Regions from separate parts of the Mus musculus genome. Here all the other regions are linked to region 1. The links are chromatin contacts, called in public Hi-C, HiChIP or PLAC-seq and Micro-C maps. All regions are on one chromosome and are shown on one strand. Each heading gives the region's core, a stretch centred on a gene start, on an enhancer-like site or on the middle of the called end of the contact. The rest is flanking DNA. Distances are from core to core; before and after follow the strand shown. Region 1 holds the start of 1700025G04Rik (RIKEN cDNA 1700025G04 gene). Region 2 holds the start of Rgl1 (ral guanine nucleotide dissociation stimulator,-like 1). Region 3 holds the start of Niban1 (niban apoptosis regulator 1). Region 4 holds the start of Ivns1abp (influenza virus NS1A binding protein). Region 5 holds the start of Apobec4 (apolipoprotein B mRNA editing enzyme, catalytic polypeptide-like 4 (putative)). Region 6 holds the start of Trmt1l (tRNA methyltransferase 1 like). Region 7 holds the start of Rnf2 (ring finger protein 2).

Region 1 (3,766 bases), core at 1,219-3,718:
TCCATACAAAATGATTAAGGGAGGTAGGCTGGGGAAGAGGTAACAAGAAAACAAAATTGTCAGTTTTTTTTTTTTTCAACTTGGAGTGGAAACTTTTAACCCTGAAAAAGGAAGAAGCTAAGAAGAAGCTGGGATCCTTCTAGAATGAACTTCTCCCTGCTGAAGGATGTGGATTCTCTCTACCAACCACACAGTCAGTGGAGGGAGGGCAAGTGGGGTCTATGTTCCAAATTTGATGGGGTGTAAAGAGAGTTTATATTCCAAGTGAGCTGCAAGCTAAAGGCCAGAGGCACCTCAGCCCTCTTGAGACATCCTCCCATCTAAGGGGTCCAGAGCACTTGTGTTTCTGTGCTTGAAACCTAGCTCGCACAGTACCACCCACTAGAACGCTGAGCGCCTGATCTCGGAAGTACTAGTGCCAGCATTTAATGGCTTTAAATGTGCCGGGCTGTTCCATCCCAGGGACCCTTCCTACTTGTTAAGTAGGGGGACAAAAACAGATGATGGAGTCCAGATGAATTTCCAAATCCCATCAATTGGATTGCTAAAAACACTGCACATACTCAGTTAACCATATAACTCTGCTCCATAAGTACAAAGGTGGGGGTGGGGGTGTAGAAACCCCCAAACTCTGCATCTTGGACTTAACAGACCCTTCTTAAATATCACCTAATCTTCCTTCCCCCCCCCCCATCGGAACTGAAGTAGTCCAGGCCCACCCATGTTTGCTTCCTCCTGGTACATCCCAGTTCCACCAAACTCAAAGGTTATTCTCATTAGGTAGAATGTGAACAGCATCGCCTTGAATTGGAAGGTGTTTCTTATAACCGTTTGTGTAATGAGCTTGTCAGCTCCTCACACGTCTAAAAGAGAAATTAAAAAAAAAAAAAAGTTCAGGGGATCTGTGGCCAAGCGGCCCCCTCCCAATGTCTGAGTCAGAGGAGCTTCACAGAGGAGCTTCACTGAGGTTCTGGTTGGTCAGGGTGTATCACTTTCAGAGCTGCAGAGCAACTGAACTTATGGCTGTCTTCCAGCCACACAGAGCATAAGCTCTATTTTAAAACACTCTTCCGAACTCACAGGCGATGAAGGTATCTCCTAGGTTGTCAGCTTCCGACTGGAAACAAATCACTTCCCTCTCAAACTGTGCTTGCTCCCTCAAGATTACTGCGTGTTTGGGTGTGTATATTTTTATCTTGGGCCAAGCAACTCCACAGGCAAAGATAGGCACCCCCCAAATGTTATCAACATGCCTGAGCCATTCAGAGCCTTCGCAAGAGGAATGAATGGGCGATGAAAGCTCTTCGGCCTAAGGACTTCTCCCACACACACATGACAGAGGGGTATAAAAAATATCTCTCTCTGGAGGGAGGGGGCAGGGCGGATGATAGGGAAGGACATTAAGCAGCAAAGGCAGCCCAGCCGCCGCGGCACTTCTCGAACTGCCTGCAGAGGTGGAAAGGAATCTGCTCATGTAATACAACCAAGCACCCTCCGGCTGCCGCGCAAGGGCACGAATAATAAATACACCCAGGAAGACAAGCAGATGTACAGAAAACAAGCCACCCCAAAAAGGTCAAAACTTCAGAAATCTCGGGGATCATATCCCCCACACAAACGCATCCATCAGTGGGAACGAGGGAAGGGACTTGGAGACTTAGCCAAAGATTCTAAATTTGGGTGTCTTTTTTTTTCCTTCCCAGCTCCTGCTTGCAAAGTAACAGTGGCTACAGGCAAAGCTAGAGAAGAGCAGGAAGGCTGAGGGCGGCGCGGGGTGCGGGTGGGAAGGGAGGGGTGTCTCACACCAGCCACCCAGGCCTCGATGTGACGAAAGTCGTCAGCAGCCCTAACCGCATCCCAACCCCTCCACCCTGCAAGCAGACGCCCCCCTCCAACTCCCCCAGCCTGGCTCCGGTCCCTTGCAGCGAGCAGCCCCAGCAGCCCCGCAGCGGCAGCCCCAGCCAGAGAAGAGCGCCGGCAGCACCGGGATCGCGGCTCCCATCCCTTCGGCAGACACCCCGCAGGCCTCCCTCCTCGCCCACCCGGGATGCCCAGCGCGCCGGAGGTGGCCCCCGCTTACCTTGGGCGCTCGCGGGGGGGGGCTGAAGGTGGCAAGCCCCCCGCCCCCCGCCCCTGGCCTCCTCGCCTCTTCTCTTCCTCCCTCCTCCACGTCCTCCTCTTCCTCCTCCCTACAGTGTGGCCGGGGCTCCCCCTCCTCCCCGCCGCCTGGAGTAAAAGCCGAAAACCCCGGAGCCGGGCCCGCGTGCGTGCGTGCGGGAAGGCGGCGCGCGGCCAGCTCTCTCCAGTCACTGAGCGCGGCGCGCGGCTCGCGGCAACTAAAGTGTGAAAGAAGCGGTGGCCGCGGCGGCCGCGCCACGGAACGGCCCCCCGGGAGTGGGCAGGGAGCGAGCGGGAGCTGGCAGACTCGGAGCGAGGAGGGAGGGGACCTCCGCGCCCAGGCGCTCACTCGAGGGGCGGGGGCAGCCAGACACTCCCCCGCCGCCCGTCCCCTCCCCTGCCCGGCTCCCGCGCGCGGCCCGCTCTCCTCCCCCGGGGCGGGGCCTGCGGAGGCCGCCGGGCGCGGCGCTCGGGGAAGAGGGGCTGGGCAGCCAGGGCTGCGGGGAGGGAGAAGGGTGGGCTCGCTTGTGTCTGTCTGTCGGCCTGTGTGTGCGTGCGTGCGTGCGTGTGTGTGCTGTAGGGAAAAGAGGAGCGAGCTTAGTGTGTGCATGCACACGCGTGCTGCAGGGAGGGCGAGTTGTGTGTGTGCGTGTGTGTGTGTGTGTGTGTGTGTGTGTGTGGTGTGTGCTCTGCAGGAAGGGCGGACTGTGGGTCTGTGTGGCGGGTGTGTGTGGTGTGTGTGTGTGTGATTTCGCGCGCACCCGTGCAAACTGGAGGACAGACCCAGATAGGAAGGCTGTATCCTGCCTGGCCTTCCAGGGACCTGTCACTTGGTTGATGGTGTGGGTGCCGACAGAGGCTTCACTAGGATTGAGGCAGGAACCGGGAGAGGAGAAGTCTGTCAGGCAGATCGACAGCTCTGGGACGCACAGAGGGGTTGTGGCTGCTTGGAGCTAACTCGGGAAGGCTGCACAGCCTCGCCCTACCCCTCCCTGGCCGCCGGGAAGAGCCAGCCGCAGCCAAGGCCGGGAGACCCACCTCTGAGCGTCTCCACCTTGTCTCCCAGCTGCAGCGCCTGCAAGATGAAAGAAGGAAGACGCTTCTGCGACTTAGAAAAAGCTGAAACCTGCCGAGGAAAGATGCGGATGCCCTGCTCTGCTTTCCCCACCCTCCCAAGCCTCTGTGGACAGAAGGGGCGAGGCCGCGCCAGCTGAGAGATTGATAAAGGACCTAAAAAGATCGTCCCTGGCCAGAGGGCCAGTTCTTTGTGGACCCCCACAGGGCAACCAGTTTCCTTCACTTTAGGAAGGCATATTTTTTTCCTCATCCCAGGCATACTGGGCCTTTCGTGTGCACACTGAATTGATCTTTCTACACTGATAGCCTTTGCGGCTCTTTTGTGCCTCTTCTGCGCGCTTCACTGCTCCTTCATTGCCTTAGACTCCTGAGGAATGCCAGGCCCCCAGAGCGAGGACACCCATGGAAACAATGGTGGTAAAAGATCCTCCCCAGACCTCACCGATTACACACACACACAGCAGAATCACTTCCCACATTCAGCCAGGATGAAGTTGGAAGACAGAAAAAGACACAGCTGTGACAGTAATATGACACTTAATTGAAAAGCAAATTCATAAGTTGGCTTAAT
Region 2 (3,575 bases), core at 1,059-3,558, 530 kb after region 1:
ATTGCCTCCGCTCCTCCCAGGAAGCCCCGTGCACTCCGCACTCATCTGGGAACACTGCTCCAAACCCTGTGTGCTCTGAAACTAAGGTTAGTAGGCTGCGATGCAAGCACACACTCCTCAGTGCTTTGAAGACCATTACCCACAAGTCCTGCCTCTCTTCAGACACCGCTATGTTCCTCCCTGTGTCATCTGTAACTACTCTCTCTCCACTCTCCCACATGTTCCTGATCCCACCGCCAGGCTCTCTGCCTTGCATAGTCCCTTCATTTGGGATGTGTTGAAAGATTCATTGGTCGAATTAAGAACTCACATGACCTTCCCCAATAGTTTATGGAAAGCAGATTTTTTCCGAGTGTCTGCCACCGACTCCATACTCTACAGGCAAAGCCCCAAGACTAAGTATATATCAGTCTACTCCCATTCTACAGAAAGGAGGTCACAATGGGAAACCTTGCCGCCCCTCAAAGGAAGCGGGTCTGAATGGCCTCTGAACTTCTGGGAGTGGGGACTGGGCTGTTGGCATCACTGTGTAAGGAGGAGAGAGAGAAAAGGTTATCTTCTGGGCACAGCGGTTTATGACACATGTAGAAGCTAGTAGTGCTCTCTGACCAGGTCTCTGTGTGTCTGTCCTCTTCTGCCACAACACCCCCAGCCTGTTTGCCAAATACCTCAAGATGTTTCCGGAAGGTTCTGAATTATTGACAGACTTAGGGAAGATGCTTAGGAAAACACAAGTCCTAAAACAGACCTGTCCAGCTAGAGCAAACACTTGGCCATCAGCAGTTTCCTTTTTAAGACTAAGGGGGAGAAAAAGGGGATGGGGGGGGCTACCTTGGCTAAATAATAATGATATTCACAGAAGAGCAAAGACACTGTTCCAAAGTTCAAGATCTCGGAAGCGCTACTCACCCCTAGCCATCTCGCTCCTTTATTGGCCGCCTGTTGAATCTGGACTCTTTTGAGGGTGACATGGTAAACAGCTCCTTCCTCTACCTCTTCACCCCAGTCCTGAATCGAGCTCTGCCAGGGACAGGATAAAAAGAAAGAAAAAGAGGGTCGTAGTGTGTGTTGTTGTTTTCTTCCCCCTTGGCTAACCACAATCTATCCCAGCTGCTTCCCTGCTTACAAAGGCTCTCCAAGCCTTTGAGTAAATCCTCCAAACAGAGCAACACAGGACACCCTGCAATAGGCAAGGCTGAGATTTTCTTGGCTGGCAGCCTTTTCCTGCGGTATCAGGAGCCTCCGACTTCTCCCTTCTCTGGTCAGTTACTTTTCCTAACCTAGCCACGTATCTTAAATCATCTTTTCAAGTTTTTTTTTTTCCTTCTTAAGGAAACTGTGGTTTAGTCCTGATCAACTCTGTCCACTTAAGTGAAAGGAAAAAATAACTCATTTGCAAAAACAAGAGTTTATACTTCTCAAAGTACACAAACATTTGAGCAATGTCGATGTTAAACTCCCTCAAACAAGTGTTTTAATACCAAGAGCCCTCTTTGGGAAGTGAAGTTGTACCTCTTTTTCTCCTCTTACTATTTTGAAACCCAAAAAAAAGTTATGTGGGGTATGGAAAGTTTTTATTTCCAGAAAGAAAAAAGGAAAAGAAAAGAAAAGAAAAGAAAAGAAAAGAAAAGAAAAGAAAAGCCCCTCTGGCAAGTGCCGAGAAAGCAAAACATCTTCATGCAGCTTCCACTGAAATTTACACAGCGACCCCCTGGATAGCCATGTCGCCAGCTAAACCTCGGATCTGTGTTAAAGGGCTGCCGCTGGGAAGCAGAGCGCGGCGCCGCTCCCCCAGACTGAGTTCTGTCCTTTCCAAGTTCTGCTCTCCTGACACGCATCTGCCTGTCCCAGACACCCCGCAGGCGATGCCTGAGAACACAGGCATCGTTTCTAGGGAGAAGAGGCACAGAGAGGGGAAGGACACAAAGCAGAATGAGAAAGCTCCTCTTAGAGAGTGGGGTCCGGGTGGCTCTGATCAGTTAGACAGTGCTCCAACAACCCGGCCCGAGAAAGCGGGAGATGGGACGAGTCCCCCAGCAGAGAAGCGTCAGGGGAAGGCGGGGAGCTGGCGTTACCATTTTAGCTTGCCAAAGTAATTTCATTCTCAGTTTTCTTTCCGGCACACGGACGCTGCATGGTGCGCCCTGCTCCGAGGCGGTCGGGGCGTCTCTCTGGCCCGGCTCCGGGTCCCCGCGCTTCCCACGCGCCTTGCTGCCCGACTGCCGCCGCCGCCGCCGCGCGCGACCGGGCCACAAAGGAGCGCCGGCCAGCGAGCAGGCAGCCCGGGAGCCCGCGGCAGCAGACTCCTCCCCGCCGCTCCGTGATGTCAGGCTTTCCTGTTTGTGCTTGTGAGCGCACTCTCCCTTTCGGAAGCCCCGCGGATCAAGGGAGCAAGCAATCGTTTCTCCAGCTCAGAGTGGTGGGGAAACGATGCTTTCAAGTAGACCGCTTCATCGGGGTTTCCTGGTGGCCACCAGGTGACAAAATAGAACCATGTGTGCCATGGGACATGTGCGCAGCCTCCGTCTGCTTTACTGAAGGAAACTGTTAGGGATTAGGGATTCTTGTGTGATCTGCTTGCTATTTGGAATTTACAGCAATTAAATCAGAGTCCCCTCGATTTGGGGGGAAGATTTTCATTAGGATAAAGTCAAAAGCTATCTGGGTATCTAAAAACCGTGCCCAGCGGCTCTACCCTGCCCCGCACCTGCAACTGCCTGGACTTGTTCCTACTGCCCACTCTTGTTTGTGGCTTTCTTGCTTTTTTTTTCTTTTTTTTAAACAAAAGGTGGTCCTGGCTAGCCTTGAACACTTAGAACTTTTCTGGCAATCCTCCTGCCTCTGTCTCTTGAGTGCTGAGATTACAGGCATGCATCAACTCCACCACCCAGTCTGATAAGGCTTACTGGCTACTGCTGGTGAGAGCAGAGAGTTTTGCAGGATCTGACAGTTTGTGACAGAGGCCATAAGTGGTCCTAGGGGTTTCTGGAGCCTCTGTGAGTAGCCATGGGGGGTGTGCACTGTGGGGACACAGAGGGATAATCACTGTAGGGAAAGCCTTTCAAAGGACAATGCTGAAAAGAATTTTATCTTAACACAATAGTCTGTGGGGGACAATACATTACACTTTAAAAGATCTAGTTTCAATAAATCAACAGCAAGAGATAGCCCATAGTCAGGTAGCCAAACTGTACCTGTCAGAACTCCACACCAATTACAAAAATGTCATGTTTTACACATGTCAAACTGAAAAGGACCTCCTCCAGATTGCTGTGCTGAGCTTTGGTTAGTACTGAATATACCATGAGCTGAAAAGTTAGGCAATCAGTGCACTGATGTCTCCAGAAGGGCATCAGAAATGACAGAGGCTACACCAAGCAAGCAAAGGATCTCTGCACACTGAAGGATGTCTTCAAGTCAGTCAAACGCTCCTCATAAAGACCCATGCTTCAGGAGTTCAAGACTGTAGAGAGAATGATCTTTTACAACCAAAGTGGATGTTTCTATAATTTAAATATTAAACACACATACACACACACACACACACACACACACACACACACACACACACACAT
Region 3 (3,656 bases), core at 479-2,978, 520 kb before region 1:
GGATAAATCAGACGTCACGTTTCTAAACTCAAATTTAGATTTGAACACTGAGCGGTTTAAATCATTGAGTGGCTACCCAGAAGCACTCTGTAGTCACTGAGACCCCAGCTTTTACTGAGTGCAGGCCCTTAAACTTTTTTGTTTGGTTGGTTTTTTGTTTGTTTGTTTGTATGTTTGTTGTTGTTTTGAGACTGTTTCTCTGTGTAGCCCTAGCTGTCCTGGAACCTGTTCTGTAGACCAGGCTGGCCTTGAAATCAGAGATTCGCCTGCCTCTGCCTGTCCCTCCTGAGTCCTGGGAGTAAACACTCACACCACCATGGCTGGTGTTTAGGGAGGGTTCAGGCGAAGTCTCTCGGTGTTGTTAGCTTTTCTTCTCTTTTCTTTTTTCTTTCCTTTTATTCTCCTTATTTCCTTCCTCCTTTCTTTTTCTTTTTTTCTCTCTCTCTCTTTTTGATACTGCTTTTCATGTAGCTCAAGCTGGCCTCCGACTCTCCATGTAGCCCACTCCTCCAGCGTTCGTTCGCCTCCCAGAGTGCAGGAATTGCAGATACGCACTGGCACACCTTGTTTGTGAGATGCTGAGGTGCAAACCCAGAGCTCCAGGAATGCTACTAGCAGCACTCTGTTCATGAGCCTGAAGATGTTAGCCTGTGAGAGTTGAATGAATGAGGCACCCAGAGAGGAAAACTGAGCAAGTGGTTCACCTTGGCATAGGGGAGCGAGCAGGGCAGGGGCTGGAACCTAGAGAGCAGAGACAGAAACGCTGGTAAATGAGAGGGGAAGCCCCCCACCCCTCAGGCTATAATAGACCCTTGGCTTTTCCTTTGAAGCCCGGAGCCGGGTTAGACTGTTGTGAGGCTTAATGTGAGAAACGAGGGCAGTGGAGATGGTAAGAATTCCCTGGACGTTGGACATATTTTGAAATTAGACTCGACAGGATTTTACTGATGATCTAGTGTACAGGGTGCGAGAGACTCGGTGTGTGAGCTGTGAGAAATATGTGTTAAAGTTCTGGTGAATTAACTTTAGAGGCAGCTGTGGAGAAGCCTTAAAGTCCTCTTTAGGCCTGGTTAAGTTGATAGGAATTGTAAAACTCCTGGCCACTAAGAACAGAAAGAAATCAGGATGACCCCTCTGCCCAGGGTGTTCTTGCCTGAGGCGGCCAAGCTGAAGAGATAGTGGCCTTGCATACGAGAAACCACGTGGTAAGAAGACTTGAAGGTTAAGGTGTCAGGACAGACTCCCTGGAGTCGTAGGCAGGTTCAGGGCTTACTTAGTGTGTGGAACCGGCCTTGGCTTCTCCCATTTCTCTCCCCTGCTTCCCCTTCAGTTCCCATCTCTCAAATCCAAGTGCTTGGTTACAAGAAGCTTTGACTCTCCAAGGTTCCCATACTTCCGTGCAAGGGAATTCCGGAGGTGGGGATGCGGATGGGAGTGGGGGATCTGTGGACAGGTGGCTGGAGAACAGGAAGGGGAAGGGCTCCTGACCTCCACCTGGTGGGACTGTAAATCTCCATCTGGGAGAAGTTACAGTCACATGGAAGAAGTCCGCTCTCTCCACTCCCTCCACGATGGGTCTGGGCTGTCCCCAAACTGGTGAAAAGTCAGTCTCGAGAAGGAGGAAAGTATTTTTACTATGGTTACTCCCTGGAGTTCCTAGGACAGCCCCCGGGGTTCCAGCGCAGCGAGGGCGGGAAGACAGCCCCCGGGCCAGCCCACACATCTTCCGAGGGCGCGGGCCTGGAGGAGGCGCCCGGGCCGGCGACGCCTCTCAAGGAAGTTGGCCCTTTAATTACAGAGCCAGTTCCCTGACACATCCACCTTCAGCGGCAAGCAGCAGGCGCAGTTGGTGTCAGTCCTCTGCCTCCCGTGCAGCACCGCGGCCATGGGCGGCTCAGCTTCCAGCCAGCTGGACGAGGGCAAGTGCGCCTACATCCGAGGTACGGCGGCCAGGGCGGCAGGGTGGCGCAGAGCCAGGGCTAGCCTGGTCACCTGCACGCTGATCTTCCGAGGGAGCACTGGCTAGCTGGTGCTACCGGCGGGCGTTGGGCTCCTAGACTTGCGCTCGCCTCCGGGAGCGGAGCCCCGGTGTCCTGTTTCAAGCACCCGCGACTCAGGTGGGGTAGAGAGTAGGGACGGGATGATGCAGGACACACGTGAGAGGCAGGTACTCCCAGGGTGGCTGGAGAGAACTTTGTTGGTGCCCCCTCGCACTCCACCCCTCCTGCCCCCGCCCTGTGCCCCTCCAGCCTCAGAATCTGTTCCTTCCCTGCTGGGGAGACATCTTTCTTGTTTGTACTTGGCTCTGAGTAATTTCCAAAGGTTAGAGGTTTACTGGGGTTATCCCCTCGAGTTTTGAGATTTCCTTAGTGGTAGTGGTGGGGAGTTCCTGGGCTATCAGAATTTCCCTCCGGGTCATATTGGCCTGGTTTTGTAAAGTGCAGCGCAGGCCACACCTTCTCCTGAACTTCACACCAATTGCAGGGCGATTTCATCAGAAGCAGAAAGGATGAAATCTTTACCTTTTCAGGTTGGATGGTTCCCTTCCTTCCCCTGAGAGGGAGGAAAACAAAAGGGGAAGCTCGGAGTGTTTTTGCAACAGTTGTTAAAGCTATAGATGGGGAGAAACATCTTTTTAGGAGATCTTGACCTACGGAGTGATTCAGTAAGAGAGAGACAGGCAGAAGAAACCAAAACTCGGTGGCACAGAAACTGCAGGAAATCCAGAGTTCTTATCTTTCGTTGTGTTTGGTTCTTACCCCACCCACCCTAATCTTGCCCTCAGCCACAGACATTCAGCTAGCTATGAATTTAGTGCCCCACTCCTGGCTTCCCAAGTACTTTGAAAAGTATGTATTAAAGGAGGGCTACTGATTTCTTTGAGTTAATTTTATATGCAGCCACTTTGCAGAATTTATCAGCTGTAGGAGTTCTCTGGTAGATTTTGGGGTCATTTATGTATATTATGATATCATCCAAAAATAGCGATACTTTGACTTCTTCCTTTCCGATTTGTATCCGCTTGATAATTTTTAGCTGTCTTATTGCTCTGGCTAGAACTTGCAGTACTATACTGAATAGATAGGGAGAGAGTGAGCAGCCTTTACTTTGTTATGCTTGCAAACTGGAGTCTAGCATGATTGTCCTCTTAGAGGCTCCAACCAGCAGCTGACTCATACAGATGCAGACACCCACAGCCAAACAGTGGATGGGGCTTGGGGACTCGTATAGAAGAAGAGGAGGAAGGATTGCTGCCCTGAAGGGAATAGGAACTCCACAGGAAGACCAACAGAGTCAACTAACCTGGACTCTTAGGGTTCTCAGAGACTGAACTACCAGCCAAAGAATATACACAGGCTGGACCTAGGCCTCCCTGCACATATGTAGCAGATGTGTAGTTTGGTCTCCACGTGGTTCCCAAACAACTGGAAGGGGGTTATCCCAAAAGCTGCCCATGGGATGTGTTCTTCTAGCTGGGCTGCCTTCAGTGGGAAAGGATGTGCCTGGCCTCGAAGAGACTTTATGTGCCAGGGTAGGGGTGTACCCAGGGGGCCTCCACCCACTCAGAGGAGAAGGGGAGGGGTTCGGGGGAAAGCATTGTGGGAGGGGGTGACTGGGATGGGGCCAGTGAATAGGATGTAAAGTGAATTTTTAAA
Region 4 (3,453 bases), core at 307-2,806, 750 kb before region 1:
TGAGATGCCTGAAAGACAGATACTATGTAAAATTATGCCAGGATTCATAGAGCAGGAAATACTGAAGGCCAAAATGCACTGACTCCGATCACACTGTCGCTTTAAGAGAGTGTTGACTGTTCCAGATTACAAAGACGCTATTTAGTGTACAGCAAGTAGGACCATGTGTCCGGCAGGCCAGTCATGTGCCTGTCCCAAGTGGGCAGTTCATATTCTCTCACTGCCAGAAGGAGCTCAGTAATCCAGGTCCCTAATAGTGTCATTTGCAACAAAAGTAATGTGCTATCAAAGAGAAAAGCTGGACGGCAAATGCCAGTTTCTCTAAGACACATAATCATACTAGCTGACAGCTCAGTTTCTACTTCCTCCTTTTGTGAAACAACAACAAAAAAGAAACGTCTCCTGGCCACAAGATCTTATTTTTTAAAAGTAATGAAGACCCCCCTCCCAATTTCTATTTCCTACCCGCTAACACATTAAAGAAGGGTAGGAAGCATTGTCAAAGAGCTCCAAGAAATGGCTACAAATTAAGCGGGATGATCAAAGTCAGGTCTAGACTGTGTAAGCGCCCTCTATAAACCAGTATAAGCATTAATCTGGAAACCTTTACCTAACTCGATTATGTGTATACTTTATAGACCTTTGGATATAATCTCACCAAATCCCCTCATCTTCAATCAAGGAAACTTCCCAGCATGTGCTTCAGAGTCATATGAAGAAGTGGAGCCCAGCTTAAATCACATTTGACCTAAACAACTGCCTGCCTCCTAGGGGCAAGGTGGGTGGATGACTGGGCTTGGCTCCTGGGTTAAAAGGCCCCAGGGGGTAGAGATAGGGACTAACAATTCCCCAAGCTACTTTTCTTTGTCCAAAGAAGTCGAGACATCAGGAACTGATACCAGAGGGGGACAAAAAGTAGAAGTGAACACGCATTTTATGGCACACCGATAATATCTCTTTCACCTTTTTTTTTTTTTTTTTTTTTTTTAAACACACTCACTGAATGCTCACCCAAAGCAGGCCAATAGAGGGGCTAGTTGTTCAGGCCCTCCTCTGACTTATCCCTTCTTCCTCCATTCTTCTCACCCCTCCACCTCCAAGGTAAGAGCCTGATGCTCAACTACTGCCGCGGGGTTCCCACAACACGCAGCTCCAGTCTAGGCTAGTTGCCTAGAAGTCAGTGTGACGCTGAGAACTCTAATCGCCACGTCGGATCTCTGGAGAAGGTAGGGCAGGTGGAAGAGGAAGGAGGGAACCAGTTCCTGGACAGTGGAAAAAAAAGGGCGAAGCGAGGGTGTGAGGCTCGGGAGGGAGCGCGCGCTCGATAAGTAACAGGAGGAGCGGTCCCCGCCGCCCCGCTCTCCCGGATCACCTTGCGCTGACCTAGTTGAGCCGAGAAGGAAGGAGGGGGCGGTTGAGGAAAAGAGCTATGAGGTGGGCGGGGCCCTGTCCGGGGGCGGAGCCTCAGAGCGGGATCTTCCCGGGAGCTCGCCTGTGATTCGCTCAGGCATCAGAGCCGGAAGCGGCCGGGAGGCGTTGGCGGCAGCGCACGTGGTGACGTGCGAGGGAGTGCGGCGCGAGCGCGCGCGGCGGCGGCGGCGGTGGCAGTGTGTTCGGGACGCGCGTGGAGGTCGGTCAGTCGCTCGGAGGTGCTGGGCGCGTCGTGGCGGCGAGCGAGTTCCCGCGAGTACCCACTGGTCTTCCTCAGCCCGCAGCCTCCCGCCCGGTCGCCCCGAGCCCCTTCCAGCGCCTTCCGCCTGCAGCCCGTCGAAGCTCTGGAGATGAATTTCGCCATCTCTTCAGAGATGACCCAGGTAACGCGCTGTACGCGGGCGCCGCGGGAGGGAGAGGGCGGGGTGGGAAGATGGTGGTGGTGCGGAGCGTCCCGCTGTCCCGGGAGACACGGGCATCGCGGGGCTCCGCATTCGGCTCGGTTGCCGGCTGGCGGGGGAAGAGCGCGGTGGTCCCGGACCTTCCTCCGCCGGGGCGGGGATCGTCAGGCTTCCGCGCTGGGTGACGGAGGGTCCCCGGGACCTGGCCCGGCGGAGGACTAGGAGGGATGACCCGCCGGATGAGAGCGGCGGCCACCGAGGACTGTAGACATCGTTTCCCGCTGTCAGGAGCGAGGTGCCGGCTGCGGTTTGGGGCTCTCCGGGCTAAGACTCCCCGCGGCCGGCGCGTGGGGACACAGAGCCGCCCTCAGAGCGCATCGGTTCCAGGGGTTAGGCGTGGGGTGGCACGGAGTCCCTGGTCGCCGTGGACCACGGGGTCCTTTGTTCGAGCTCCACGTTGCCCGCTTTTCTTGCCAAGCGCGGGGAAAAGGAGGCGGGAGGAGCGAGGGAGCGGCTGCCCTGACGTGTCAGCTCTGAGTGACTGCGCCGCCGGCCAATCGCGGCCAATCGCGGCCGGGGGTGTGCGGGTGCCTCGCTGTACCCGCCGAGAGCGCGCCCCAGGCCTTGCAGCGCGGGGTCCCCGGCGCGCCGGGGCACAGGCTCCATGTTCTCTGAAAGAAATAGGTGGAGAGCAGGCTTTTCGTCCGATCACCTTTTTTTTTTTTTTTCTATTTTTGGGTAAAGGACCTCGTTGATAAGACACCGGGGAGTGTCAGAGTGGAGATTAACGTAAGGAAATCTGTACACACACACACACAAATTTGAGAAATATTTCCGCCTTTCCCTCAATAAGTTGCAGATAAATGATTCCGGAGAGCAAACATTTCGATCAAAAAGAAGTCGGACGGCCTAAAAGGCAACGTTTTGTTTAATGTCTGTCAGTAGTGGAGGTTAGAACACCCAGATATCAAGTTCTTAGGAGTTTTGTTGTGGTCTCCTGTTTTGGCAATACACCATAGCTCTGGAAGTAAGAGCACACAAGCCGCACGGACTAAATCACCTTAGCCATATTTTCTTTAATTTTAACACCAGTGGTTGACTTAGGAAAAAAATAACTAAGAAAATAGTTTCAGGTTGAATCCTGCTAAGTCTTTAATATCTTTAAAATGTTAAAGGACTTATTTGTAAGCCTGGATGTAAACATTGACTGGGTAGAACTGGATTGAAACCAATATGCTGTAATGCCACCTAGCAGGCATTATATCAAACCCACACTTTGGTGGCTTCCTTGCAGGGAGGCCTGGGGTGGCTTTCTTTTGATTTCCTAATTAGTGAAATCTTGAGTTAATTAATAGATTCCCATTTCTGTAGCCTTTGTCTTAATTTATAGTTGCCTTCTAACTTTGTCTTTTCCAAAGACAGCATTTCACGCTTTATTTTAGTTATTGGTGGGAGGTTGACCTTGTTTTTGCATTTCTTGTTTGGATGTTTTAAGTGCCATATAAATTTAGTTTTTCAAAAAAGTTTCTTGACTGTCTTGGCCAGTGATATTAATGTGACTTACCCCAGAGGGTTTTTTGTTGTTTTTGTTCGTTTGTTTGGTTGGGTTTTTGTTTGTTTG
Region 5 (3,616 bases), core at 715-3,214, 660 kb after region 1:
GTGCATGTTTGCTGCTGCTTCTGGCTTAACATTCTTTTTTTTTTTTTTTTTTTTTTAGTTTTTCGAGACAGGGTTTCTCTGTGTAGCCCTGGCTGTCCTGGAACTCACTCTGTAGACCAGGCTGGCCTCGAACTCAGAAATCCTCCTACCTCTGCCTCCCAAGTGCTGGGATTAAAGGTATGCGCCACCACTGCCCAGCCTGGTTTAACATTCTTTAGGACATGATTTAGTGAGTATCTAACCCACCACTGAAGTTGCATGCTACACACAGGATGACCAACAAGTCTGTGGGGCTTGTTTCCTCCTTTTCCTGCTTGACTAGACCTATGGCATGCCAAGTCCTTTTTTTATTATATAATATCTCAAAAGCTTATAAAACTACCACATTTTTTAGATTTACTTAAAAAAAAAATAGATAAGATCTTACTAGCCCTGGCTAGCCTAGAACTCAATACAAAGCTCGCCTCAAACTCACAGACATCTGCCAGACTTTATTCCGTTCCCCAACTGCTAGGAATAAAGGCATATACCACCACACACAACTTTTTATATATTACTGTATGGTGGAGTATCACTGTTAGAACTAAGCAGGAGATGAAGTATGAGAATCAACTTTCAGTCATGAGTAAATTCCGTGAGGAGATGTTCCAGACGTAACAGCAAAACCAAGAAGGGCGTGATTCAGGCAAAAGGTAGGTAGGGAAGGATGAGATCCAACAGCGAATGTGCCACAGAAAAGCAACTGAACACCATTAGCTGAGAACGGACTAGTGCACTAGAGACCCTGGGAAACACAGAGCCCAAGAGAACACAGCCAGCCTCCAGGGAGCCCCGTGGCTGGGAGAGGACAGCTGACAACGGCCACCAGAGTCTGACAACGGAAGCACAACAACGGAAGTAACACCAAAACCAGCAAACAGGAGGTGCCTCTGGGAGCCCATTCTCCCTGAGGAATCAGAGCTTATGCTTAAAAGCTGTTCCTAGTAACTAATAGACTACACAGCGAGTCCGCACTTACTCATTCAAGTAGCCTGAGGAAGAACAAGGGATCACAACGAGCAGTGTCCTGAGTCTGAGAAATGGGGAGCAGGAAGACGAGGCCAGTGAGAGAGTGAGAAAGGATGAAGAGAGAAAGGCCGGGCTGCACCAAAAGCAATGCTTGTCTCACGTGAACAGAGCCACGCATACAGGTAGCATGGGTTCCCCAGGGAACTTCTGAGAGGAAGGAAAGAGCTGTCACTTCCCATGATTTGTGTTTAGACAAAGTCAAACACTCCCTCTGGGGCTGGGAAGATGGCTCAGCAGTCACAAGCACTTTTGCTCTTGCACAGGACCTGAGTCCAGTTCCCACCACCCAGGTGGTGGCTCGACACCGTTTGTAACTCCAGCTTCAGGAGCTCACACATACTCTTCTAGTTTCCTCAGGTACTGCATTCATATATAAATAAGCAGGGCAAAACTCTCATATAAAATAAATCTTTTCTTTAAATGTTACCAAAAATAGATAGGTAGATAGATAGATAGATAGATAGATAGATAGATAGATAGATAGAAGTCCCTTTGTGGACTTAGGGTCTGTTGGTCCAAACTTGCTCTCCTTCATCTCTAGCTGAAGCCACTTTAGCTCAGGGAACAGAAAAGCAGATCTCCCTGGCTACTGCACAGACAAGAGAGTCCCAAACCTTATCCACACACTAAGCCTGGATTCTAGTCTACATGTGAAAGAGATGCTGAGAAGAGGACCTGAGGTTTTATTCTTACAGTCACAAGGGGAAAAAACTCAACGCATGTACTTAACCAGATATCACCCTTTTATCCAGGCTGGAATAAGTATGCAGACATGTATATTTTCATCTTTGGAACAGGTGGTTTGATATGCAAATAAAGTAATAAGTGTCAGAGCCGTATCCTAGCAGTAGCTACTTTCCAAACGTTGCCATGGCACCAATTCAACAGTGTTCTTAGAGGCAGCCACACCTCAGCAAGAACTAACCTGGACCAGAAAAAATTAAAAGAACTAATAGAAACAGAAAAGGATTCCTGCTGTGGTATCCGAGACGAGTCTTGATGGCACAGGTGCCCTCTGAATCTACGTGAAGCAAGGCATGGGACTTTAAGAAGACAAAGAACCAGTGCCTCTAACACCTGCAGTGTGAGCCAAGCCTGGAGACAAAGATGGTAATTATAAACCGCTAACAGTTGTTTTTAGCTCTGAGCAGATTGCACACGGATTGGGAAGGGCAAACTCCACTCTCCAACTACTCCAGTGCGAACTGTGCCTTAGCAGCACTCCTAGCTGAAGCAGGAGCAGTCTGTCCTCATTGTGTGTGCGTTTGTGTTAAACGGAGGAAGCGTGTCCTCCCTCGGCCAGTCCAGGGCCACTCACCACTGTCAATGAAAGAAAGTCCTTCAGCAAGTTGGGCTCCCCACATCTCTCATGCTTACTACCAACAAATCTGCTTGCTCTTCAGAGGGCAACATATATGTACCAAACACAGGCAAAAACGATGGGGGCAGGGGAGGGGGCAGTAGTAACACAAGTAGCCCGGGACACAAGCCAGAACCCACTTGACTTGTGAGCCAGTGCAGGCTGCTGAGGTAGCCCTGAGACACCTGGATAGGTGACTGACAATAGAAATAATCGACTTAAGACTAAGCAATAACAAATTCATACAATAAACCCTGAGTTCTATAAAAGCTTAAAGGGAGTGGCGCTCTCTCCCTCAGAGCATGCTGGCGAAAGGACAGCCCAGGAAGACTAGAAAAAGAGAAAGCTCCAGTAGAGAACCTCAGATAGTTGTCACAGAAAAGACATTAAGAAAAATGGGACTCCAGGGCACCCTCATTTATACCAAGGCCATTGGTCATAAAGATCACCTTTCAGACAGTAATGTGCCGTGTCTGCCTAAGGCTGAAACACAGGCAGGAGTGGGGTAGAAATAAGGATATTTTGGGGAGAGTAATCAGGAGTTTCATGTTGCTGCCTTTATTGTAAAAGACTAAGGACCTCATGATTTCCTCATGGCAGTTTCAGGTCACATATTCTTAGTTCCACACATCAGCTTAAAAAATAATAACAAAGGCAGAAAAGGCCCTCAGGGTACTTTCCCTATCTTCTGTGGAACAAAACACTGATACATAAAGGAGAAAACCTCACCTGTACCAGTTGGTCTTCCGATTGCTGGGGGGCATCACTGTTCCTTCTGTCTGTTCCAAGTGCATGTGTCGAGCGTGTGTGCCCTGTTCATACTGTGTGAGCACGTGGTGGAGTGTGTCTGCATCTGTGCGTACAGGAACGTGGAGGCCCGAGGCTGACCTCTACTGTCTTTCTCCACTGCTCTCCACCTTTGTTTTCTGAGACAGGCTCTATCACAGAACCCGGAGCCTGCCATTTTGGCTAGTCTGGCACGACATCTTGCCCAGGATTCTCTTGTCTCCCTTGAGCTCCAGGATTACAAATAGGCTGCCCTGCTTTTATGTTGGTTCTGGAGAGCCAACCCACACACACACACACACACACACACACACACACACACACACCCTGTGCCATCTCTCTGGGCCCCTGCTAGTCTTTCTGGCGCGTTTGTTACACACACAACATCATCTTACAAGCCTT
Region 6 (3,828 bases), core at 984-3,483, 660 kb before region 1:
CCAAAATCAAGTTTCTGGCATGTGAGTAACTTTGAAGCTGACCCATGTCAAGTCTTTACCTGACAACAGTGGATCTACCAGGTAGCTTCAGTATATCGTCGTTAAAGACCCAAATCCTAATACAGCCAGGAAGTTCATTTTTAATTCCTGGTCCACAAAAACTGTTGAAATTATTTTTATTGTTGCTTAACAGGGCCGGGCGTGGTGGCGCACGCCTTTAATCCCAGCACTTGGGAGGCAGAGGCAGGCTGTTTTTCTGAGTTCAAGGCCAGCCTGGTCTACAGAGTGAGTTCCAAGACAGCCAGGGCTACACAGAGAAACCTTGATGTGAAAAAACAAACAAACAAAAATATAAGATAGCTTATGCAGTAATGCAACTGATGCTTAATATACTCTCCTAAGCCTTTAAACTGAAAATTCCCTCATGCTTAGAAATTCTGAATTTAAACTGCCACAGAATCCCCATGCTAACATTAAATTGTTGTCATCTGTTTTCTAGCTGGTGTTAAATAAGGTTAAAATATTGAGTCAAGCTCTCAAATTAATCATTTACTCTTTTTATAAATGGGAAAAAAAAAAAAACAAGTACTACAAGTACTAAGGATGTCATTTAGAGCTAAGACACAGTGCCTGTTATGAATACCAAAGGCAGAGGGAGGGGTGAGGTGGGGTGAGGTGTTCTGTCAATTAAAAATAATACCATTTCTTTTTTTTTAATATATTATGTATTTATGTGCTTTATGTGTTTTGTCTGCATTCAAGTCTCTGTGAGGGCATCAAATCCCTGGGACCTGGAGTTACAGATGGTTTCCATCTGTCAAGTGGATGGCTGGGAACTGATAAGAGTCTTCCGCAAGAAAAGCAGGTGACCTAAACCACTGAACAATCTCTCTGGTCCTAGTTACCATTTCTACAGGTTGTAATAGGTGCTATTGTCTCACTTTTAATCGTTAAATAGTTAACTCCCCACATAGGAATCCTAGTCCAAAAGCGGTTAAAAGGCCTTCAGTCGTCTTGTGGGGCCAGGCTTCTGACCTTTAAGCTAAGGAGCTAAGCAAATACTTTACCACTGAGATAAGTACATTCGTAGCCCTTAAGGGCTTTAGAACTTGCAAAAGACTGGTGGGGACAAAGTTTACGTTAAACTGGGGAAGGAAAAACACCTTCAAACACTCCAACTAGGAAGGACAATGAGAGAGCAAAACTTCCAGACAGCATTTCAAAGTAACAAACAATCACACACCGTCTCCTATGGTTTCCCAACAGAGGAAAAAAACCTGAGAACCTCCCCTCTTGCCTTAAACGCTCAAGACAGTCCGAAGCAGGCAACCTGAAAGAAAGATCAATTTGGGTTGTTTTTGTTTTGTTTTTCCAGTCTGCTCCAGTGTGCTTATTAGAAATAAAGTGAAGAGAACAAATAAGACTTCGGTGATAAACAAGTCCAGGATATATATATTTATAAAACTTGAGGCGCAGAGGATTCCCTGGCCATATTCCTTAGAGAATCTGAAATGCATCAAAGTGATACATTTGTTAGTAAAAGCCTAAAAAAAAACAAAACAAAACAGGTCAAAACTGCAAAACAATCTCCTACAACCACACCGCGCCTATTCTGCTATCCTTAACCTAGAGGCAAAATTGAAAAAGTGAAGAGCGTCCGGGTCGCAAGTTGTGGGGGGGAAAGTTGTGGAGAGCGGAGTCAGGACTCTACCTCAGGGGGCTGACAGAAAAGTGCTTCTGGGATTCATAAACTGCCTCGGCCCACCCCCACACAAGCCGCCATCGGTCCCCCCACCGCCTCAGGTCCAGCTGGAGCAACCCGGCCACACACTCCACGAGCCGGCCGACCTCCGACCAGCCCCCGCAGTCGCCCGGCCCAGACCTCAGCTCGCGGGTCCCGAGCCCGACCGACGTCCGGGTACAGGAGGCCAGCAGTGAAAAGCTGTCGCCCAGAGAGATGTCCACGCGCCCGGAATACCCTAACTTACCTGAGTCCGCGGCAGCAGCAGCCACAGCGACAGTGGCGATTCCCCGGACCAGTCGGACACCCAAAGCGCCTTCCCAGAGCCCGCTGCACACTGGGAAATGTAGTTCTGTACTCGGACCCCCGCCAGGAGCCGAACGCTCCAGGCAATTCTAGAGTTCTCGGCGCTCTGTGTGTGTTTCCTCCAAGGACCGGAACTGAGCACCGCCCATGAGGCGCGATGCCTCCTGGGTGTTGTAGTCTTATTTCGGTTCGGTGGCGGCCAGTGATGCAGAGGACGTACCGAGGAAACGGAACTCTTTTTCCTCATTGGACACTGTCCGCCACACGCTTCTGCGCAGTCTGTGGTGGCGTCGTAACGCCTCGGGGAAGGGGAAGCCGGCGAAGGGTCGAACCGCTGCCTCTGGCTTTCAGTTTTTCTGCTGACAGGGTTGGGTCACTGGAGCTCCGCCGTTTGTCTGTGGCACGCGTACAGCCTTCCCAATTGCTTCCCCGCCCTTGGATCCAGCCCTGTGTGCATTAACGTCTATTAACCCACTCCGCCGCGAGTCCCCTCCGCGTCCCCTGGCTCGGAGGCCGTAACTATGGAGAATATGGCGGAGGAGGAGCTGCTACCCCAGGAGAAGGAGGAGGCCCAGGTCAGGGTCCCGACCCGGGCCCCGGATTCGGCTCCGGTCCCAGCTCCGGCCGCAGATACGGCTCTGGACTCGGCTCCGACGCCGGACTCGGATCCAGCCCCAGCCCTTGCCCCGGCCCCGGCTCCGGCCCTGTCCCCGTCCCTAGCCTCTGTCCCCGAGGAGGCTGAAAGCAGTAAGTGCAGACGGCCTGATCTCTCTGCCGCAGAGAAGCGAGAAACCATGCCTCGCTGGGGAATAGGGGAGGCCCTTCTCCAGGGTGTTTTTTTTAATGTGGAAAGGCAAATTTAGAAAAATGGGAGGAGGAGGAGGAACCAGAGCGGCAGGTAAGAGTAAAAGGAATACAGCATGGAAAGGGATACTTCTTCCATAAACCTCGAGGATATCATCCTGAAGGATATATGAAGGCCAGGCGTGAGGCAGAGAAAAATAAACAATGAAATTAGTGGCTGTGTCCGTTAGTGTCTTTAGTAGTTTCCATCTCAACCCAGTCTACAATAGTTTTAAAACTTTCCACTGTGTTACAGTAATGGAGGTACTAAGGTAGTAGTAGATCAAGATTGAGAAACTGAAAGCATTTTTCAGTCAGGACTTATACACACTGATGGATTTGTCTCATTGCTGGAGTATACTTTGCTCCCGAGAATAGAAACTCCGTCTCTTGTATCTGCCAAATACTAATTGAGCTTTGTACTTCATTCCAAAGGACAACGATCGTGAAAACGTATAGCCCATATTTTTATTTTCTGAATGTGTTTATACATGTTCCGAGTGGTGGTTTTTCGGTTCATATAAGAAACATAAGACTGATAATTATTAGCATTTTAAGGATCTTCTTAACATTTTGCACAGCGGGCCTAAAAAAAAAAAATTCAACGAGTTTTGTTTTTTTTTTCAACAAATCTGTGGTCCATAAATGGATCTTTATACTCCTTCTGAATTATCGCGTGAGGAATTAATTCATATTTCTAGGCCAGTTGGGGGTTAAATGTACATAAAACAGTCATAATCTAAGAGAATTATTTTGCAGTTCTACAACCACATTCAAGAGCAGCAGAATTGATCCCAGGAAAGACAAAAATCATCCAGTAGACTCATCATTTGGGATCACAGCTTTTAGTGCAAAACAAGGCCTTTTCTCCCTCTACATACAACCTGATGGATAGGGACTTTTACACTGTTAAGGGAATAGCTACCACCCACCTGATC
Region 7 (3,668 bases), core at 601-3,100, 590 kb before region 1:
AGAAAGTAAAAACCCATATTTGGTGTGATACCTAACAACTGGAGTGTTATATATTTATCAGTTATTTTACTAAATAGATTAGATGTTACCATCAAGTCTTTAAAAAAGGATACCTGTTGATTGTAGCAAGTAGAGATTTTAGAGGGCAAAGAGGTATATCCAGGAGTAATATTGTTGCCGTTTAAGTTCTTTATAAATCAGAGGTTAAAAGTTCAACTTAAGACACAAAATGTAAGACAGCTGTGTTGAATGTCTATAATCTTGTCACCAGGGAAGCTGAGACAGGAGGATTGCCTTAAACTCAGTATCGAGTATGAGGCCAGCTTGCCTGGACAATACTGAATGGGTCGCTGGCAAAAGTAAATAAATAAAAATAAAATAAATCTCAAAATACTGAATGGGTCGCTTGCAAAAGTAAATAAATAAAAATAAAATAAATCTCAAAACCCGACATTTGCTTTATTAAAATATTCAACAATTACAAATAATTAGATACCAATTCCACTAAGTACTCCAGTTGATTATCTCGAAACTATCAAAAAATAATTGAATGCAAATGACTTATGGTACTTTTAATTAAAATATGGCTTAAATTACTTGACACTATGCCTTCCTTTTTTTTTATTTCAAAAGAAATAACCGCATACCAAATACTTAAAAGCCTAGCTAAGCTTTTTCACACACCGTGTAGAAAGTCTGACATTTCCACAACAAGTCACAAGGCATACAAACTTCCGACAGCTTCTTTAAAAAGACACCCAACGGGGCTTCGGGGACATGAATCGGTAATCTGTTCCGGTGGGCAAAAGCAAAGAAAGGAACCTCAAAGTTTCCAAGACCGACCTTTTTTTTTTTTTTTTTTTTTAAACCAACAACAATATCTCTGCGAGTATGAAGGCGACTTCTGAAGCGAGGAAACGATTCTAACAAGGGCCGGGACTCGGGAGCCGACAGGCAGAGGGAGTGGACCAAGGATTTCGGCAAACACAGCCCGGGGTCAAAACGCGAAGCAGCTCGAACCCACGGAGTCGCCCCCTCCCCCAACACCGCCTCCAGGGTGAGCCCGTGGCTCGCGGAGGCGGCAACAGATACTCCGGGGCAGGCGGCGGCTCTCCAGGAATGTGGGGCCGAGAGGGGATCCCGAGCCCACCCCGGTGCCAGGTCCCAAAGGAGAGCTGTCGGCCCGGAGCGCCCCTCCCCGCCCCCACGGCGCCGACCTCCGGGCCCCGCGAGCAAGCCCAGGGCTAAGTTCTCCCAGCGCTCCGGTGCCGCCCTCGAGGCCCCGGCCGCCGTAAGCCCAGGGCCGCGCGGGTGCGCTTCCCCGAAGGGCTCCGGACGCTTCGCCAGCCCGGTGCTCACGGGCCGCGAACAATGAGCCCTCCCGGGCGGGCCGCGAGCGGCGGAGCGAACGGCCGGGGGCGGCGGCGCCATCGCCTCACGGCCCCTCGCGGCCGCGGACACACACACACACACACACCCCCAGCCCCGCCGCCGCTCGGGCCGCGGCCCGTTCCGGGTGCCCCTGCCCCAGCCCGCCGCCCTCGCAGACGTCGCCATCCCCCTCCCTGCCTAGCTCACCGGCTCCTGCCCCAGCCCGGGGGTGCGCTGGCAGTGGCCGGAGCGAGACTCGAGAATCAACCGCCGGCGCCGCCGCACAATATGGCGAGTCTCGGCTTCCGCAATGGAGCTCGGGAAATACAACAGGGGCCGCTCAATATTCATGAGAGACTGGGGAGGGGGGAGCCGGCTCGGCCGGAGCTGCGGGGAGGGCGGGAAGGAGCGAGCGAGCGAGCGAGCGAGCGAGGAGGCGGAGGCGCGGGACGCGGACGCGCACCGCGCGGGGAGGCCCCTGGCGTAGGGGAAGGGGCGTGCCTAGTGCAGGCCCGGACCGCCGGGCCACGCCCACACCCTGGCCCTGGCTCCGCCCCCGCCCGTGGCTACAGCTCGCCAGACGCCCCCAGCGCCGGCGCAGCCCCCAGCCAACGCCTGCTGACTTGGGCGTCTTCTTTCTGTCTGTTTCCCCCGTCCTGGAGCCTTTCTGGGCCTGTCTGAGCCCACAGGTTGCGCCTTCCCTCCCGCTGCTGAGGTTTCGATTTGGGCTTCCAGCCCCTGACTTCGTCCTCGTCCTCGTAGTCATCCCAGCCCAAGTAAATCCTCAGGGTTTCTGCTGCAGAACTTTCCGGACTTTGGATCTCTAAGGCATACAAAGCCAGCAAGATCTAAGGAAAGTGACCTTCAACTCTGGAAATAGGCGCTTGTTAGTACGTCCCTAATGATCTCCTTGCTACTCTTTATATCGACCTCCTTGACGCTTTCAGTGTTCTGAATTTGAAAATATAAGTAGCCATAGATAGTTGTCATTACCACCACCACTACCCAAAAAAATAGCCTGCAAGTTGTCACTCGGTAATTCCTGCATTTAACTTTTAAGTAACACGTAGGAAAAAAAGTTCCCTAACTTCAAAATGTTTCATTGGTCATGGTCTCTTGAAAGGATAATCAAGAATAGCAGATGATAAATGGGAAGGCACTTAATTTGCACTGCACTGAAATTGGGCGAGGTGGCTTATAGCTTCCAGTAACGTTATTATGGAATTCCTTTTCTGTGGCTTAAAATTTTCTTACTTATTGTATTATTCGGGGTTTTCTATAGAAACAACTAATAGAATGCATATATATTAAATATATTCAGCATATAGAGAGGGGGGATATTAAGTATATGCAATATAGAGAGAGGTGGGGTGGGTATTAGAGTGGCTTACAGGCTGTGGTCTAAGCCAACAGTACTGTCTCCAAACTACAAGGTGAAGAACCTAGTAGTTTTAAGCCCTTGGTGCTGGCTGTGTCAGCGGGTCGTTGGCCTATGTTGGAATCCAAAGAAGTGTTTTTTAATATCAGTAAAGTAATGTCTCAGCATCAGATCTTGCTGGCGAAAGCTTTCTACTCACCCCTTCCTTTTTTGTATGCTACCACAGAAGGTGTGGCAAAGAGTTCAGATGGGACTTCAAGGCTTGAATGATCCAATCAAGAAAACATTCACGAGTGTGCTCAGTTGTTTGGTGTTTTGTTAATCCCAGATGTGACCAACCAGGATTGGTGCTCACACTTACTGTCCACTCTAGCAATTTAAAAAGCCCAAGGTTAAACTTTTCCCGGGATGTGAATCAAAGCCAAAATAACCCCGAGTGTTGTGTTCCTCCATCCTCTGGAGACGGGTAGTCTGGAGCAGAAACACTGACCTTCCATCAAAGCGGAATGTTCATAATTGAGAACTCTTTGCTCTAGTTCAAACGCTTCTGGAAATCGTGATGTGTAACTGCTTGAAGCCAGTCAATCAGTGTTAAGGAAGGCCGTCATTTATAGGGAGCACAGAAGATACAGGTAAATCTAATATCCTATTTAAAGGGTCACAGTAGGATTGTCTTTAAAGAAGAAAACGTATGGGATATTTAGATTAAAAATTATTTAAAAAGTTAGACTTTGGGCTAAAAATCCTTTAGTACAAAGATACTTCTAACAAATCAGTGTGACTTCATCTATTTTACCTCTTCACTGGCATGAGACCAGTCTGCGGTGGCCCACACCTTTAATCCAAGCACTCAGGAGGCATAGACAGATGGATCTCTGTGAGTTCAAGGACAGCCTGGTCTACAGAGTGAGTTCCAGAA

What was found. A called contact is a pair of places that touch in the nucleus more often than the background predicts. HiChIP or PLAC-seq counts read pairs in DNA pulled down with a chosen protein or histone mark.
Region 2: a contact with region 1 is called in a Hi-C map of cardiomyocytes, with 2.3 times the contacts expected there. The contact joins the promoter of Rgl1 here to the promoter of 1700025G04Rik in region 1. A contact is called at or near these places in 2 of 484 Hi-C or Micro-C datasets (cardiomyocytes and embryonic stem cells) and 1 of 115 datasets of contacts at active chromatin or transcription factors (pancreatic cancer cells).
Region 3: a Micro-C map of embryonic stem cells shows a contact between it and region 1, with 2.0 times the contacts expected there. The contact joins the promoter of Niban1 here to the promoter of 1700025G04Rik in region 1. A contact is called at or near these places in 1 of 39 promoter capture datasets (pre-B cells) and 3 of 484 Hi-C or Micro-C datasets (all in embryonic stem cells).
Region 4: a contact with region 1 is called in a Micro-C map of embryonic stem cells, with 4 times the contacts expected there. The contact joins the promoter of Ivns1abp here to the promoter of 1700025G04Rik in region 1. A contact is called at or near these places in 2 of 484 Hi-C or Micro-C datasets (CD8 T cells and embryonic stem cells) and 2 of 115 datasets of contacts at active chromatin or transcription factors (memory CD8 T cells and pancreatic cancer cells).
Region 5: a contact with region 1 is called in an H3K4me3 HiChIP or PLAC-seq map of embryonic forebrain, with 4 times the contacts expected there. The contact joins the promoter of Apobec4 here to the promoter of 1700025G04Rik in region 1. A contact is called at or near these places in 1 of 115 datasets of contacts at active chromatin or transcription factors (embryonic forebrain) and 1 of 9 other capture datasets (liver).
Region 6: an HNF4G HiChIP or PLAC-seq map of pancreatic cancer cells shows a contact between it and region 1. The contact joins the promoter of Trmt1l here to the promoter of 1700025G04Rik in region 1.
Region 7: a Micro-C map of embryonic stem cells shows a contact between it and region 1, with 3 times the contacts expected there. The contact joins the promoter of Rnf2 here to the promoter of 1700025G04Rik in region 1. A contact is called at or near these places in 3 of 484 Hi-C or Micro-C datasets (all in embryonic stem cells) and 1 of 115 datasets of contacts at active chromatin or transcription factors (memory CD8 T cells).

The regions. Positions count from the first base shown.
Region 1 is chr1:152,087,852-152,091,617 of GRCm38.p6, forward strand. 1700025G04Rik (RIKEN cDNA 1700025G04 gene) reads right to left here and starts at 2,469. Exons shown (of 6, transcript NM_197990.3): 1 at 2,081-2,469.
Region 2 is chr1:152,622,909-152,626,483 of GRCm38.p6, forward strand. It overlaps Rgl1 (ral guanine nucleotide dissociation stimulator,-like 1), which reads right to left and starts at 2,309. Exons shown (of 18, transcript NM_016846.4): 1 at 2,076-2,309; 2 at 910-1,020. The coding sequence starts at 2,102.
Region 3 is chr1:151,569,645-151,573,300 of GRCm38.p6, forward strand. Niban1 (niban apoptosis regulator 1) reads left to right here and starts at 1,729. Exons shown (of 14, transcript NM_022018.3): 1 at 1,729-1,940. The coding sequence starts at 1,886.
Region 4 is chr1:151,342,942-151,346,394 of GRCm38.p6, forward strand. Ivns1abp (influenza virus NS1A binding protein) reads left to right here and starts at 1,557. Exons shown (of 15, transcript NM_054102.2): 1 at 1,557-1,814. It also overlaps the pseudogene Gm10138.
Region 5 is chr1:152,748,587-152,752,202 of GRCm38.p6, forward strand. It overlaps Apobec4 (apolipoprotein B mRNA editing enzyme, catalytic polypeptide-like 4 (putative)), which reads left to right and starts at 1,965. Exons shown (of 2, transcript NM_001081197.1): 1 at 1,965-2,178. It also overlaps a transcript of Rgl1 not described here.
Region 6 is chr1:151,426,309-151,430,136 of GRCm38.p6, forward strand. Trmt1l (tRNA methyltransferase 1 like) reads left to right here and starts at 2,234. Exons shown (of 15, transcript NM_026876.4): 1 at 2,234-2,794. The coding sequence starts at 2,569. It overlaps Swt1 (SWT1 RNA endoribonuclease homolog (S. cerevisiae)), which reads right to left and starts at 2,127. Exons shown (of 20, transcript NM_025819.4): 1 at 1,989-2,127.
Region 7 is chr1:151,499,141-151,502,808 of GRCm38.p6, forward strand. Rnf2 (ring finger protein 2) reads right to left here and starts at 1,851. Exons shown (of 7, transcript NM_011277.3): 1 at 1,579-1,851.